Regions from separate parts of the Sus scrofa genome. Here region 1 is linked to region 2. The links are chromatin contacts, called in public Hi-C maps. All regions are on one chromosome and are shown on one strand. The core of a region is the stretch at or near the end of the contact, and the rest is flanking DNA. Distances in the headings are between cores, read along the strand shown. Region 1 holds the start of ZNF263 (zinc finger protein 263). Region 2 holds the start of LOC100517149 (zinc finger protein 75D).

Region 1 (6,805 bases), core at 3,858-6,357, 59 kb after region 2:
AGCAGGAACTGCCCATCCCAACCTCATCTTTCATCTGCTCTGACGATGTGAAGAGTGTGAGACGTGCAAAAAAGCAGGACAGGTGGCCTGCGAATCCAGAAAGAATCCAGAGCTGAATCATGGCCCCGGGCTCTCCGAGCTTCCTCTCCAGGCACCATTACTGGGAAGTGAAGGTGGGAGACAAGACAGGGTGGGTCCTGGGTGTCTGCAGGGCATCCGGGAGCAGGAAGGAGAATATGACTCCGTCACCAGAGAATGGCTTTTGAGGAGAGAGGAGGAGGATGATGCAAAATGAGTACCAGGCGTCCACTGTTCCCTGGACCCAGATGAGGGGCCCCAGGTGTGCAGGCATCTTCCTGGACTGCAAGATGCGGACATTTCCTTTGACGATGTGACAGCCTAATCTCACATCTACACATTCACTGGCTTTTTTCCCTCTGGGCTCCTTCAACCTATCTTCAGCCTCAAGACACAATTGCGCGAAGAACATGGATCATCTGAACATCTTTCCAGTGAGTGGCAAGGGCCTCACTGAATGCCCAACACCTTGCCTCTCTCTTCAGCCTCCTGGCCCTGTGTCTTGAATTCATACATGCAGCAGTCATAATTGAACACCTACGGGGTTCCAGCTGCTGGGGGGGGGTGAAATGAATAAGAGACTATTCCTTGTGCCCAGGGACCTTATGGAATAAAAGGAGACGTAAGCTGGGTACACAAATATTGGTGAACTAAGGATAATGGAAACGCATGTACTGAGAACATGCCATGGATTTCAGAGGAGGAGGTACAGGGCCGTTACTTAATAAAATCCTTGTATGGATTAGCATCCTAACATTTTCCACAGGCAGAGAGCCCACCCTTGTTTTCCCTCAGGACCCCAGGGTGAGGATGTGTTTCCTCATTCTAGCCTCCTCTGTCTTGAGGACTTGTGAAGCCTAAGGAAAAAATCAGCAGACTGGATTGTTATAATTTTGGTGCCTGGACTAATGAACTGTGGCTGTTAAGGGTATCGGCTGGGTCTCCTAAATAAATCCATTAGAAAATGTAGTCATAACTGCGTTTGCTGCCACTCAGTCAATTACTGCGAGATCCCACTTCCCTACAGAAGACCAGGAAGAGATGGGGCTGCGGTAGGGCGAAAACATTTGACACATATCCCAAATGTCAGATTATTCCGCCCTGACCTGTGTCTGCGAATGTGTGGGCCTGTGGAACCTCAGGCATTCGTCCCTCCAGCACCCTTCATTTAAGGGGGTGTAAAGAGAGGGATGTAAGGAAAAAAGAGACTCAGAATGAAGATTCAACTGCAGACACTTCCTACCTCAACTTCTCTGCCTGTCTTCACACTAGAGGCTAGTTTGGAGTAAGGTTCTCCATGGTGGGGACCAGAGCACAAAATACCTAACTTTGCTTTCTTCCTGGAGCTTTTGTTCTGCGTGCATAATCCATCCGCTGGCACAGTTCACGGACCCTGTTTGTTTAGTGGGTCGCTAGGGTTGGTCATTTGTTATTCCCAATTCTCCCTCGCTAGCTTTCCATGAACAGCTTGGCGTATATTTTTCTTCCACCTCCCTATGTACCTATTTTTTTCCTGTTATTCCAAATGCTTCCAGAATGTGAACTATTTGATAACATTTGCAGTATTTGGCCATACGATCCTTTGGGAAACTTGTTCAATGTTTCATACCCAAAGCAATGTTTGCCATTTAAAAATGGTGATGATATAAAAGCGAGGTAATAGGGGTTTACTTGTATTTTAATTTATTTCATAACCTGCTGAGGCTATGAATTTTTCCATGTGAATGTCTATGTTTTTGCTTCATCCTGTCAACACATATAATCAATAAGCAATCTATAATAGGAATAGAAAAGAGTTTTATTCAAGCCAAACTGAGCATCATAGACCAGGAGACACAGATTTAAGAAGCACCTGAACTGTGTTCCACCAGACTACAAAATGGGGGAAACTCATATAGGCAGAACCCACAAAGCTCCACAAGTAGTCTGTCAAGAATTATAACTGAAGCTGGCAAGAAGTAAGAGTCTTGTTAATAAGTAAGGGCTGGTTGGGGTCCAAAATGGCTGCCTAGATATAAGGGGAGACCTTGGACCATTAAGTTGCAGCTGTCAGCTACTAGCAGATACTGTTGAGAGAATATCTTGAAATTGATACAGTTCAGCAAATTCAGTCTCTCAATGATGCAGGCACATGTCTGAAACTACATCGCAATGGCCACCCGGCTCTATGTTGGATGCCTGGACTACAGTTTTATATCTTGTCAGAACAAAGAATATCAAACATGGCAAGAAGTATATCCTTCAAGGTTTCACAAGAGACAGATTAGCATGCACACAGCTAGCTGGCAGGACCCTGGTGGCTGGGAAGGGAATCTCATCGACAAAGGAGTGCCAGCATTGGTGCTGTAGGGGTGGTGTGGAGGACGGGAGGTGTCACTATCTTCAAGGTGGATATTCTAACAATCTGGTAACCGTATTCTTCCTTTTTCAATGGGTAAAGCAGATGTATGTTTGACAGGCTGTTCTCATTAGCATCAAGTTCAAGCCATTATGTGTAAGCCAGAATGACTTTCGCATACTTCAATAGGTGATTCCTTCTATAAGTATATAAAAATGGTACAGCTCCTTTAACTACTTGCTATGTGGAATCTAGATACTGCTTAGTTGTTTGTAGCACTTCTTCAGAAATATTTTACATACTAAATATTTGTATCTGTTAGGTGAAATTTTCCCTGATGGTTTTTTAAATTGAGATATAATTCACGAACCATAAAAATTACCCTTTTAAATATACAATTAAGTGGGTTTTAGTATATCTACAATGCGTACAAACAACACCATTAATTCCAGAATATTCTCATGACCCTCAAAACAAGCCCTGTGCCCATTAGCAGTCACTTGCCATTCCCCTGTGCCCTCAGCCCTGGCGACCACTAACTTACATCACTATGGATTTGCCTGGTCTGGACATTTCATATAAGAATCACACAATATGTGCTCCTGTGTGACTGGCTTCTTTAGCTTAGCACAATGTTTCAAAGTTCATCCATGTTGCAGCATCTATCAATGCTTCTTTCCTTTCTTATTGCTAAATAATAATCCACCATATGGATATACTACATCTTCTTAATCTGTTCATCATTTGATAGACATATGGCTTGTTTTTACTTTTCACCTATTATGAATAATGTTGCTATTCACGTATGAGTTTTCATTTCTCTTAGGTTTACACCTAGGAATGGAATTGCTGGGTCACATACTAACTCTATGTTAACATTTTGAAAGACTGCCAAACTGTTTCCAAAGTAGCTTAGCATCTTTTCAGATATTTACAATCATTTAGTTTTCTTCCTCCTGAAATGACCTTGTGGCCTTTGCCTTCATCTTTGGTCAGTTAGCAGGAGCTTTCTGTACGATGAGAAAGTCTAATTTCTTCATCTGGCTTATCATTTAAAATCACATGCCATTCTGTTGCTTATCTTTGTTAATATTGTTTTTAAGTTTTTTTAGGGAAAAATAAAAAGTTTATATTATACTTTACAGCACCTCAGTTTCCTGTTCTGCCTCAACATTAAACTTAATGGTTCTCCTAACTGTTCTTTCATTGGTTATTAAACTCCTTTTTTTTTTTTTTTTTTGTACGTGAAGACAGGAACCTTACTTCTTTCCTAGAAGAACAGACAATTTTTGCTAGGATCAAGCTGAAATGCTACCTTTTCTTACAAGGTCCACATATATTCAGATCAATTTACTCGTATTTCAAACTACACTGCTGTGATTAAAAGAGGGTTTTGCTTGTTTTGTTTTTTGGATTTTTTTTTTTTTTTTTAGTAACTCTGGTATCTGGAAAGGGAGATATTCTTGACTTTTTAAAAAGTAAACTGTGTGGCAACAAAATTTTTGTGGCAAAACTGTGGGAAAATTTTTTGTTGCCACACAGTTTTGACACTAGTGTCTTTATAACATATTTTAAACCATGGTCCAGTGAATCATCTATAGTTAGCCTTAAGAAATGGGATGCATTCATATTTTCACCTTCATCATCCTCCCTGAGGCAGGTGTTACATGGAGGTACCTGAAATGAGGCAGGAATGAGGCAATCCCTGCCCTTGCGTTGTCCCAATCCTGATCTATGACTTACCAGGGAATGAACCGAGTATAACAATACAGAAAGAAAGGATGCTGTTAGGCGCCGGCTAGACACTGAAACTGAGGTCCGACACGGAGATGGACGACTAGGATTTCTTAGAAAACAACATGACCAGGAGTTCCCGTCGTGGCTTAGCGGTTAACGAATCCGACTAGGAACCATGAGGTTGCGGTTTCAATCCCTGCCCTTGCTCAGTGGGTTAACGATCCGGTGTTGCCGTGAGCTGTGGTGTAGGTTGCAGACTCGGCTCGGATCCCGCGTTGCTGTGGCTCTGGCGTAGGCTGGCAGCTACAGCTCCGATTGGACCCCTAGCCTGGGAAGCTCCATATGCCGCGGGAGCGGCCCAAGAAATGGCAAAAAAAAAAAAAAAAAACAAACAACAACCATGACCAGTGCAAACCGCAGAGTAGAAGTAGGCAAACAGGTGAGGGGAACGTCGCTCAGCTTTGACCTACGGGCCACTCTTGCCCGAAGGGACGGCTGTAAAAACACCCCAGGCCCAGCAGAGGTCTTGACCCATTACACACTCCGCAGTATTTGGATACACCCGAGATGCTGCGGCGGAAACTGCAGCACCCCCCCGCAAACCTTCCGGTCCATGAGACAGTCCACTTCCGGTCGAGATCCGACCCTACTCCGCCCCAACCGCTGCGACTGGCAATCCCCCGTTGGCTGTTTGGAGTCGAACTACACTTCCCACCAGCCCCTGGAGTTTACATCGTCCTACCTGGATTCGTGCCAGCCTGTCACGGAGACCTGGAGCCAGCTTTCTGTTTTCTGAAGCCCCCGTACAGTAGCAGATAGAGCGGCTGCTGCCAACCCGGCCTCCCTGCCGTCCTGAGAGCTCCGCCGCCGGCCTCGAGCCTCGCCTTCTCTGGCGCAGAACGCCCGCTCCAAGCGAGGAGACCAGGCTTCCACGCCGGAAACGAGGCACCGGGCGTGACGTCACGGCTGCCGAGGCGCCCGGCCTCCCAGAAGGCATCGCGTCCCCGTCGTCCTCCCCAACTGACGGCGGCGAGCACCAATAGTTGCCGGCCGGTTGGGAGGACACTCCGAAGGGCGAGGGGTGGGTTTGGCCTCTCGCGCCTAGTTTCCCAGTTTCTTCTCGAGTCTGGGTCTCTGGGCTGTCCCGAGCGATCGCCCACGGGCGGCAGAACCTCAGAGGTGAGGGACTCCGGGAGGGCGGGAAGTAGGCGGAGGCGGCCGCGGAGGCGGCGGCTGAGGCGCGGAGCGTGGTCCATTGCAGGGGGGGAGTCTGACGGGAATAGGTAGCCGGGAGCGCACCCTAGGCAATGCCGCCAACTGGGCTTTGCGGTAGAGCTGTCCTGGGCCAGTGGGAGAGGCTGTAGAGTGGGTCCGGCCCAGTGGGCCCCGCTGGATTGTCTCCTGCCGTTCTTACAGGGCTTCGAGGGCGGAAGGGCGTTAACAGGCTACTTGTAGACACCTCACTCGGCCTTGCGTTTGCCCCTTGAGCCGTCAGCTACCCCCGAAAGGGCGTCTGAGGGACCTGCGATCCCAGGGGCTCAGTGAGGCCAAATTCAATGGCCAAGCTGACTTCTAAGCAGATGCCCTCGGTTTTGAACCCCAGATTTCCTGTCTTCTAGTTCCTTGCTCTTTCTACAGCATGAATTAACCCGTTCTTCCCAGTGGAGTTTGCACTTCATATTCTCGGGAGGATGGCCCTTGGTCATTTGCCTGATGCCATTGCTCCCTTCTGTTTGAATCTTGAGGTTGGGACATCTTATGCTTTCATTCTCAGTATATTCGTTTGAGGCCTTGCTAAGAGTATCAGGTTCAGGGATCTTCCTTTCAGTTGTGAGTTCCCTACCGCAGCTTATCTTTCCTTTAGATCTCTCGTGGCCTCACTACCCAAGACACATACTGGGATGCAGGCACGCGCAGCCTGACCCGTGATTTTTCTCATCTCTTGTGTGTGGCCATCTGATAGGTTACCTCCAGTAAGAAGTGGCTTTCAAAGCTCTGCAGAAACAACTGTGGCATGTGATTTCAAGGCACGATGGCTGCAAAAGTGGTTCCTATGCACCCAAAGCCAAAGCGGTCCTTTGTTCTGAGAGTTCCTCCCAACTCCAAGCTGGGCCAAGACCTACTTCGAGATGCTACTAGTGGGTCCAAGACCATCCACCAGCTGGTTCTGGAGCACTTTCTCACCTTCTTGCCCAAGCCAAGCCTAGTTCAGCCCAGTCAGAAAGTCAAGGAGACCTTGGTTATTATGAAGGATGTGAGCTCCAACCTTCAGAACACAGGTAAGAAGCACATACTGTTTCACCAGAAGAGAAGAGCATGGTACTGGGGGCTAAGCTAGGCTTCCATGTTAGTAATGAATTCAAGTTAGGGTGGTGGGTGTCAGAAAAAAGGAATTGATTTTAATAAGTCAACATGCTAGAGTTTTCTCATGGAGCAGAGGGTTAAGGATCCGGCATTGTCACTGCAGTGTCTTGGGTCAAGAACTTCCACAAGCCATGGGTGCAGCCAAAAAGAAAGTCAACATACCAGGGAGAGGGAGTATTTTTATTTCAAGCTGGAGCTTGAGTGGTTTGCTGAGTGTGTGTAAAGCCATAGGATAAACAGTGTACATCTTTTCTGTAGGGGTAGTTTTACCCAGACATTCTGAGAGCA
Region 2 (7,190 bases), core at 3,226-5,725:
AGGAATTCCCACCGTGGCACAGTGGGTTAAGAATCCAACAACAGTGGCTCAGGTTGCTGCAGAGGTGCGGGTTCAATTCCCAGCCCAGAACAGTGGGTTAAAGGATCTGGTATAGCCGCAGCTATGGCTCAGGTTGCAGGTGCAGCTCAGATTCAATCCCTGGCCTGGGAACATCCATATGCCACTGCTGTGGCCATAAAAAGGCAAACAAAAACTGCTCATGACATCCTGCTTTAACAAATTCCTGCCGCAGACCCAGGAGAAGGAAAAGGACAGGACGCTGCTTACCACTCTCACACACGGGCTCCGTCTCTGTGGGCCTGCTCCCGCTCAGCGGTTCCTGTAGGCCCTGCTGTACACCCCCAAATTCTTCCTCCGGGGACATTCCCACTGGCTGGGACTCTGCTGGCTTCGGCCTGAAGCCCGAGGCCTCTGCTGTTTCTCCCAAGAGCATGGCCGCCTCTGCCAGCTCATGGACTGCAACCTAGAAATAAGTCCCGCTCTCATCAGCCCCGGAACGTACCCTGGGCGTGGGGACGGGGGCGAGAGGGAGGAAAAAGCACACAGTCCAGACCGTGGGAAGCGGAAGACACTCAAGGGAGTAACAAAAAGACACAGAGATCCCGGGCCGCCCGTTTCCCACAAAGACCTACCCGCAGCGTCCAGCAAACTGGGCTAAGAGGAACCAAGCTGGGCCCACGCCAGCCCTCCCTGGCAGCACCCCCACCCCCTGCACACAGCCCACCTCAGACCACAGGCTGCCTTCACACACTTTCTCTCTCAACTCGGATCCTGGTCTTGTTTCCTGTTTCCTCAAAGGATGACACACATGCATTTACGCCTTGTCCTGTCAACCAGCTTCTCCACGTGGCCAGGGAAGGGGCTCCCACAAAGTGGGGAGGAAGCGGAGGACAAGGGGGGATCAAACCTCCCCCACATGATGCTGACACAAAACCCGTCCCCCGCCCCGCACGGGCATTCGCATTCGCCGCAGGCCTGAGGCCAGTGGGCGTGCTGCCATCTGCCCAAGGGCACGCCCTGCAACCTTCAGAGCAGAGCCCGGGATCCACCATGGACGCAGGGCACGGGGGACGCCATCCCTCGGGGCCTTTCTCCTCTCAGCTGCTCTGCTGGGCTCCAGATCTTCCCATTTACGAGTCTGTCTGCATTCCGCTTTCTCACTTCCTCACCGCTTTCTCACTTCCTCACCGGCTCGGTCTGGCCCTGGCCCTGGTGGTCGGTTTCTCCTTCTCTTTACCGTCCTCACTCTCCTTTGGTCTCTAAGGGGCCCTCCTTTCTCGGCTCTGCCCCCTTCTCGCCCCTCCTTGGTGCCTTCTGTCTGTTTCTGAGAACCCGAGGCCCACCTCCTCCTTGACCAAGTCAGGCCAGGGGCGTTACCCTCCACACACCCTCGCTGCCAAGAGAACAAAAGGCCACTCCTCCCCGAAGGCCTGGGGAGTCTCTGCCAGGATCTCTGAAACCTGGGGACTGACGGTGGCTGCGGGGCTGTGCTTTCAGCTCCTGCTGTAGCTGCTTTACCTGAAGGAACAACACAAAGGCCACCTAGCTCATCTTCTTTCTCAATTAACGGCCCCAGGCCCCACATACCCTCCTTCACCCCATCTCATGGTACACATCAGGAACCTTTCTTCTCACCCCATTCTGCCTTTGACTAGAGTCCCCCTGCAAGCGTTCCACCAGGACCACAGCCTCCTCGATGCTCTGTAGATGGTGCTTCTTTATCTGGGTCTGGGTGTCCCTGGGCAGAATGGTCAGAAACTGCTCTAGCACCAGCAGCTCCAAGATCTGCTCTTTTGAATGAATCTCTGGCCTCAGCCATTGGCGGCATAATTCCTGAAGCTGGACAACAGCCTCACGGGGTCCAGCTGCCTCATGATAGAGGAAACTCCGGAAGTGCTGGTGAGACTTCTCAGGACTGAGACTGGCTGGCTGTGGGGCATAGTTCTTATGCTGACTGGCGCTCGCTGTCACAGGTTCCTTGCTCTCCCACAGAGGCCTGGTTTGAGGGCTCAAGTGCTCCGCCACCTTCAGGTCTACAGTCATCATGCTTTTCTAGGAATGACTGTGCTCCTGAGTTGGATGCCGCAACAGCAGCACTACTGACAACGGAGAGCCAGTCGAGTCTGGAACAAAATCAGTTAAAGGGTCTTCTTCCTAAGTTATTAAGGGGAGAAAAAAGCACAGGTCAATAGGAAAGTCACATGAACTTTACTACTTGCTACTTATCTGAGAGAAAATTGAACTTTACAAATCAACTGCCAGGCCCTTGTTGCTCACCTTTTCTTTCCATTATTCAACTGAATACAGCACAGCTAACTGAAGACAAATGACAATAAGTGACTTTGCTTAAAAAAAAAAAAAAATCAGAAGTGGTGGGTGGGTGAGAAAATTAAAAACTACTGGCTTCAAGGAGCTTGGGGAAGTAGCCAAAGATTTAATTAATCCAATTCATGTTTGATCCTCTCCAACTCGAGGAAAGATCAGGAGAATAATCTGAGTTTCTCATAAATTTCAACATGTTGCCCTAGCCTTTTGTGTTTAATATGAGGGTACAGCATCTACGACTCCTCAACCTCTTGAAAAGATGGAAGCCTTCACTTCCTGGAACATTTGAGGCATTCCTTTCCATTGCATGAATACCGGCAGGAGAGGTGAAACACTGCGAGCAGAGTAGAAGGAAAGTAATTGGGACAAATGGAAACTTACTCTTCTCAAAAGACATCTTCCAATTTTTTTTGTCTTTTTTTGCCATATGCTCCCGCAGCATATGGAGGGTCCCAGGCTAGGAGACTAGTCAGAGCTATAGCCGCCGGCCTGCGCCAGAGCCACAGCAACTCAGGATCCGAGCCGCGTCTGTGACCAACACCACAGCTGACGGCAACGCCAGTGATCCTTAACTCACTGGGCGGGGCCAGAGATCAAACCCGCGACCTCATGGTTCCTAGTCAGATTCGTTAACCACTGTGCCACGAGGGGAACTCCAACACCTCCCAATTAGGTAACTAGTTGCTTAATGCTCCTCTTGGCCTTTCCTTACAAAACACATCAAGAGCACGGAGCAGAAGGAGTTCCCTTTGTGGCTCAGAAGAAACAAACCTGACTAGTATACATCAAGATGCAGGTTCAACACCTGGCCTCGCTGAGTGCGTTAAGGATCGCATTGCAGTGAGCTGTGCTGTAGGTCACAGAGGAGGCTCAGATCCAGCCTTGCTATGACAAAGGCCGGCAGCTGCACCTCCTATTCCACCCCTAGCCTGGGAACTTCCATAAGTCAAAAGCAAAAAGCACTGGGCATAAAATTTATTTGTTTTATTTTTTCCAGGTTTTGTGATTTTTTTTTTTTGGGCCACACGCACACGTGCAGAAGTTCCCAGGCCAGGGATCCACCCCAGTGCCACAGCAGCCAACTAAGTAGCTGCAGTGACAATGCCAGATTCTTCGTATTCTTTTTTGGTGGTGATGGGGGGGGGCAGCGCCCACTGCCTGTGGAGGTTCCCCGGCCAGAGGTGGAACCCAGTTGGGACCTGCGCCACAAAACACCTTCCAGAATAGGACAGATTCTCAACCTGCTAGGCCACCAGGGAACTCCTAATACCTGTATTTTAAATTTCTCTTTAACTGACCGAGGAAAAACTACAGCTGACCTTTGTTCACAAAATGTTCATCCAAACGTCATGGGGCAACAAGAAGAGAGCATATGAGTTGGTCGTGATTACCTTCCTTCAAAGGTCCCTGAGACCTCTAAGCAAGGCGGAGAAGCCTCGTGAGCCGCACTTTCTCCGAGCTGTTCCGGCACAAACCGCACCGAAATTCTGTGCAGGATGCACGGTATTCACAAATGGGCGGCTCCTCGCTGCCCACCCGGCTCGGGAGGCGCGGGGACAATTCCCACGCTCCCGCACCAGCAGAAGCCCATCTCTCCGAGGCTGGACTGCCCAGTCCTCCCGCGGCACCGTCAGGCAGCAGAACAAACGCCGGCAGAGGCGGCAACGTGGTCCCTACCGCCCGGGCCGGGACCGCCACGGCGCGCCCGGGAGCACGGCGGCCGCGGGCGTGTCTGTGCGGGGTCCCACCGCGCGCGGCCCTGGGCGCCAAACGCGCCAAGGGAGGAAAGAGCCGCCTCCGGAGCCTGACGGCGGACTCGCCCGACACGGCCCGGCCGCCCGCAAGCGCCCCCGGCGTCTGTCGGGGCCCCGGCGCCGAAGGGGAAGCCGCTTCTCGGTTACCTCGGACGGCCTGGCTTCGCGGAGGCCGTTCTCTCTTCGGGCTCCGTCGCAAAACGCTGCCCTTCCGGCCACTGTCGTAAGGACAGTTCTCCGCCCGGCGCCCCTCAGAGGCCGCCCAGCTTAGTCCGAGGGCTCGGGGGCGCGGGTCCGGGAACCACTCCGGCTCACCCGGCCCCTCCAACCAACCTGAGGTGCTTCCCGCGTCGCGGTCTAAGACCCGCGCTTCGACCGGAAGCAGAAGCAGCGCACTTCCGGGGAGGGGCCGCCGCAGCCCGGCCGGGTCGGGCAGCGCCGCGGTTCGGGGCCCCGCGGGACCGTCAGTCTCCGGCCCGGGCTCAGCCCAGGCGGCGTGGACCAGTTATTGCCACCGAGTCTGCAGACCCGCCCAGCCTGGAGGGCGCTGCGCGCGGCTCTGCGCGTGTGTGGCGCCGTCTCGCCCCCAGCTCTGTCAGGCTCTTGCATCCCGGTCGTCCTAGTGTCGCATCCGGGCTGCGGGCGGAGCCTGGTAACCGGGACCTCGGCCTTGAGAGTCGCCATCCCCTTCTTTGCGCAGGGCCCTGTCCTTTCCGGGGCTCAACCGGCCGTGCCGGAGCGGTCGACCCGGGGCTCGTCGCAGCCTCCTGGATTAAGAGGCCGTTTTGTCCGGGCCAGCGTCGGCGGCCCCTGAGGGTTTGTAGCCGTGGCTGGGACATGCATGCTCACAACGATTTTTTTTTTTTTTTAAATTGAGGTTTTAACCTGTGAAATAAGTCCCATTTACAGTTCTCCTTCACAGAGAAATCGAGAGCTCAGAGTCATATAATTCACCACTGGTAGGTCTTCCAGTGGAATTTAGGTCCTATTTATCCTATCTTCTGCTTTTCCACCGCAGCATGCTTCCTAGAAGATGGGATCTTTCTTTTCATCCTGTTCCTGCAACGTCTGGCAGAGTCGCCTGGGTAAGACAGGCATTCCTGAAATATTTACTAAATCAGAGTTAGAAGAATCTGAGTGTTTCAGGTTGTTTGTGTTCTTCCAGCTGTCACTCTTTTCATAGTGTCAGCCTGTACTAGTCAAGGAATTACTCATTAAATCTATGTGTAGCCATTGTTACAGGGTTCACAGGACAAAAGGCATCTGGCAACAGGATAGAGCCAATTTCAGTGAGGCAAGGTAGAAAAGGGTGAGCCCGAAGCTGAATGCTGTGGGAATTCCAAGGGAATGAACATTAGGGAAAATTATAAAGAACCTTGAGGGTTTTGCCTACAGCAGTGGGTGGGGGCACATCCAGTTGCGCAAAGGGAAAGGGAAGAGCACAGCCTTGAGAGCTGCAGAGATGTGGGTGTGCGAAAATTCATAGTACTTTTTTACTAAATGTAACTGAGCTACATTTAGAGAGTTACAAGATAAGATCATCTGGTCATATTATGGAGTGCTTTGAATGGGGATGAAGAGATTGCATGTAATAAAGTAAATGAAATAAGGAGCATCGTTTGAAGGTTTGGGGGGGAGCTTCTTTCCAAAGCAGTTTATCTGGAGCTAAGTTTAAGGCGGGAAAAAAATAGGAGACCACTACCAGGTTATTATTCTATTTTAGCTTTTGGATAGACTCATGTTATACTCCTCTGAGGCAGAGATCTTGATCCTTTTTGAATGAAAGAAAAGGATTAAACAGAGGCGATAATAAGGCGTTCCCCCTGTGACTCGGCAGTTGAGAAACCCACATAGTAACCATGAGGACGAGGGTTCAATTCCTGGCCTCTCTCAGTGGGTTAAGGACCTGGCATTGCCATGAGCTGTGGTGTAGGTCACAGACGTGGCTTGGATCCCACATTACCATGGCTGTGGTGTAAGCCGGCAGCTGCAGCTCCAATTCAGACCCTCGTCTGGGAACTTCCATATGCTGCAGGTATGGCCAAAAAAACAACACAAAACAAAACCAAAAAAACACAGAGTCGATAATAATAAGCATCTGCCTGTGTCCCTTGAATATGTTTCAAAGTAGGTTCATTTCCTTAGCATCTCACTGTGGGGACTTAGTTTCTTCAAAAGTAACTATTGTTTCCAGTCTCTCAGGACCAGGGGACAGTCATGTTCTTAGCATTGAGATCTTCTTCTGGCCTAAGTCGGAGCATATGGTTGGAACTTGTTAAATCGAATAAATGAAGTTCTACCAGTTGTGTCCCAGGTGTCACTGGCAGGCCTGATTTATAATGTAGCCAGGGAGCTGCTTGGAAAAAAGGGGAGAAAAAAGTGGGAAAAGAGACTCCTTGAAACCAAGAAGAGGAGGCAAGGCACAAAATAGTGAACTGTGAGTGAGAGCCACTGATGAGTGGTGTTGTTCAAAGTTTGCTGCCAGGGAGTGCCCATCGTGGCTCAGGGGTAAGGAACCTGACTAGGATCCATCAGAACACAGGTTCGATCCCTGGCCTTGCTCAATGGGTTAAGGATCCGGCGTTGCCCTGAGCTGTGGGGTAGGTCACAGATTCGGCTCTGACCTGGGGTTGCTCTGGCTGTGGTGTAGGCCAGCAGCTGTAGCTCTGATTTGACCCCTAGCCTGGAAACTTCCATTGCCCTGGGTTCGGCCTTAAAAAAGTCAAAAAAAAAAAAAAAAAAAAAAAAAAGCTGCCAGAGTTGCTTACCTTTACTGTGGAGTCCACAAAAGCCCCTGGGGACTGGGGACTGGGACTGAATCCAAACCGCAGCTGCAGCAACGCTAGATCCTTTAACCCCCTGTGCTGTGCCAGGGATTAAAAGCCTTCCCTCTGCAGCAACCCAAACCACTGCAGTTGGATTCTCAACCCACTGCACCACAGCTGGAACTCCTGGAGTCTTTCATTTTGATTGCACTTTCCCCTGCTGGGGCAGTTTGAGAGATGGTGATTGTATAGCTGGGAAGCAGTGAAAGCAAACACGTGCAAAAGGAGACCGGAGGTGGGGCGGGGGGATGGGCTGAGGGTTTGG

What was found. Hi-C and Micro-C count contacts between places; a contact is called where the count stands out from the background.
Region 1: a contact with region 2 is called in a Hi-C map of fetal skeletal muscle, with 2.3 times the contacts expected there. A contact is called at or near these places in 3 of 47 Hi-C or Micro-C datasets (alveolar macrophages, fetal skeletal muscle and psoas muscle) and 1 of 2 datasets of targeted methods (alveolar macrophages).

The regions. Positions count from the first base shown.
Region 1 is chr3:38,947,556-38,954,360 of Sscrofa11.1, forward strand. ZNF263 (zinc finger protein 263) reads right to left here and starts at 5,108. Exons shown (of 9, transcript XM_013995720.2): 1 at 4,896-5,108. ZNF200 (zinc finger protein 200) reads left to right here and starts at 5,137. Exons shown (of 5, transcript XM_021088110.1): 1 at 5,137-5,332; 2 at 6,117-6,432. The coding sequence starts at 6,186. It overlaps MEFV (pyrin), which reads left to right. Exons shown (of 9, transcript XM_013995729.2): 9 at 1-1,054.
Region 2 is chr3:38,889,193-38,896,382 of Sscrofa11.1, forward strand. LOC100517149 (zinc finger protein 75D) reads right to left here and starts at 4,476. Exons shown (of 8, transcript XM_021088107.1): 1 at 4,248-4,476; 2 at 1,657-2,175; 3 at 289-484. The coding sequence starts at 2,067.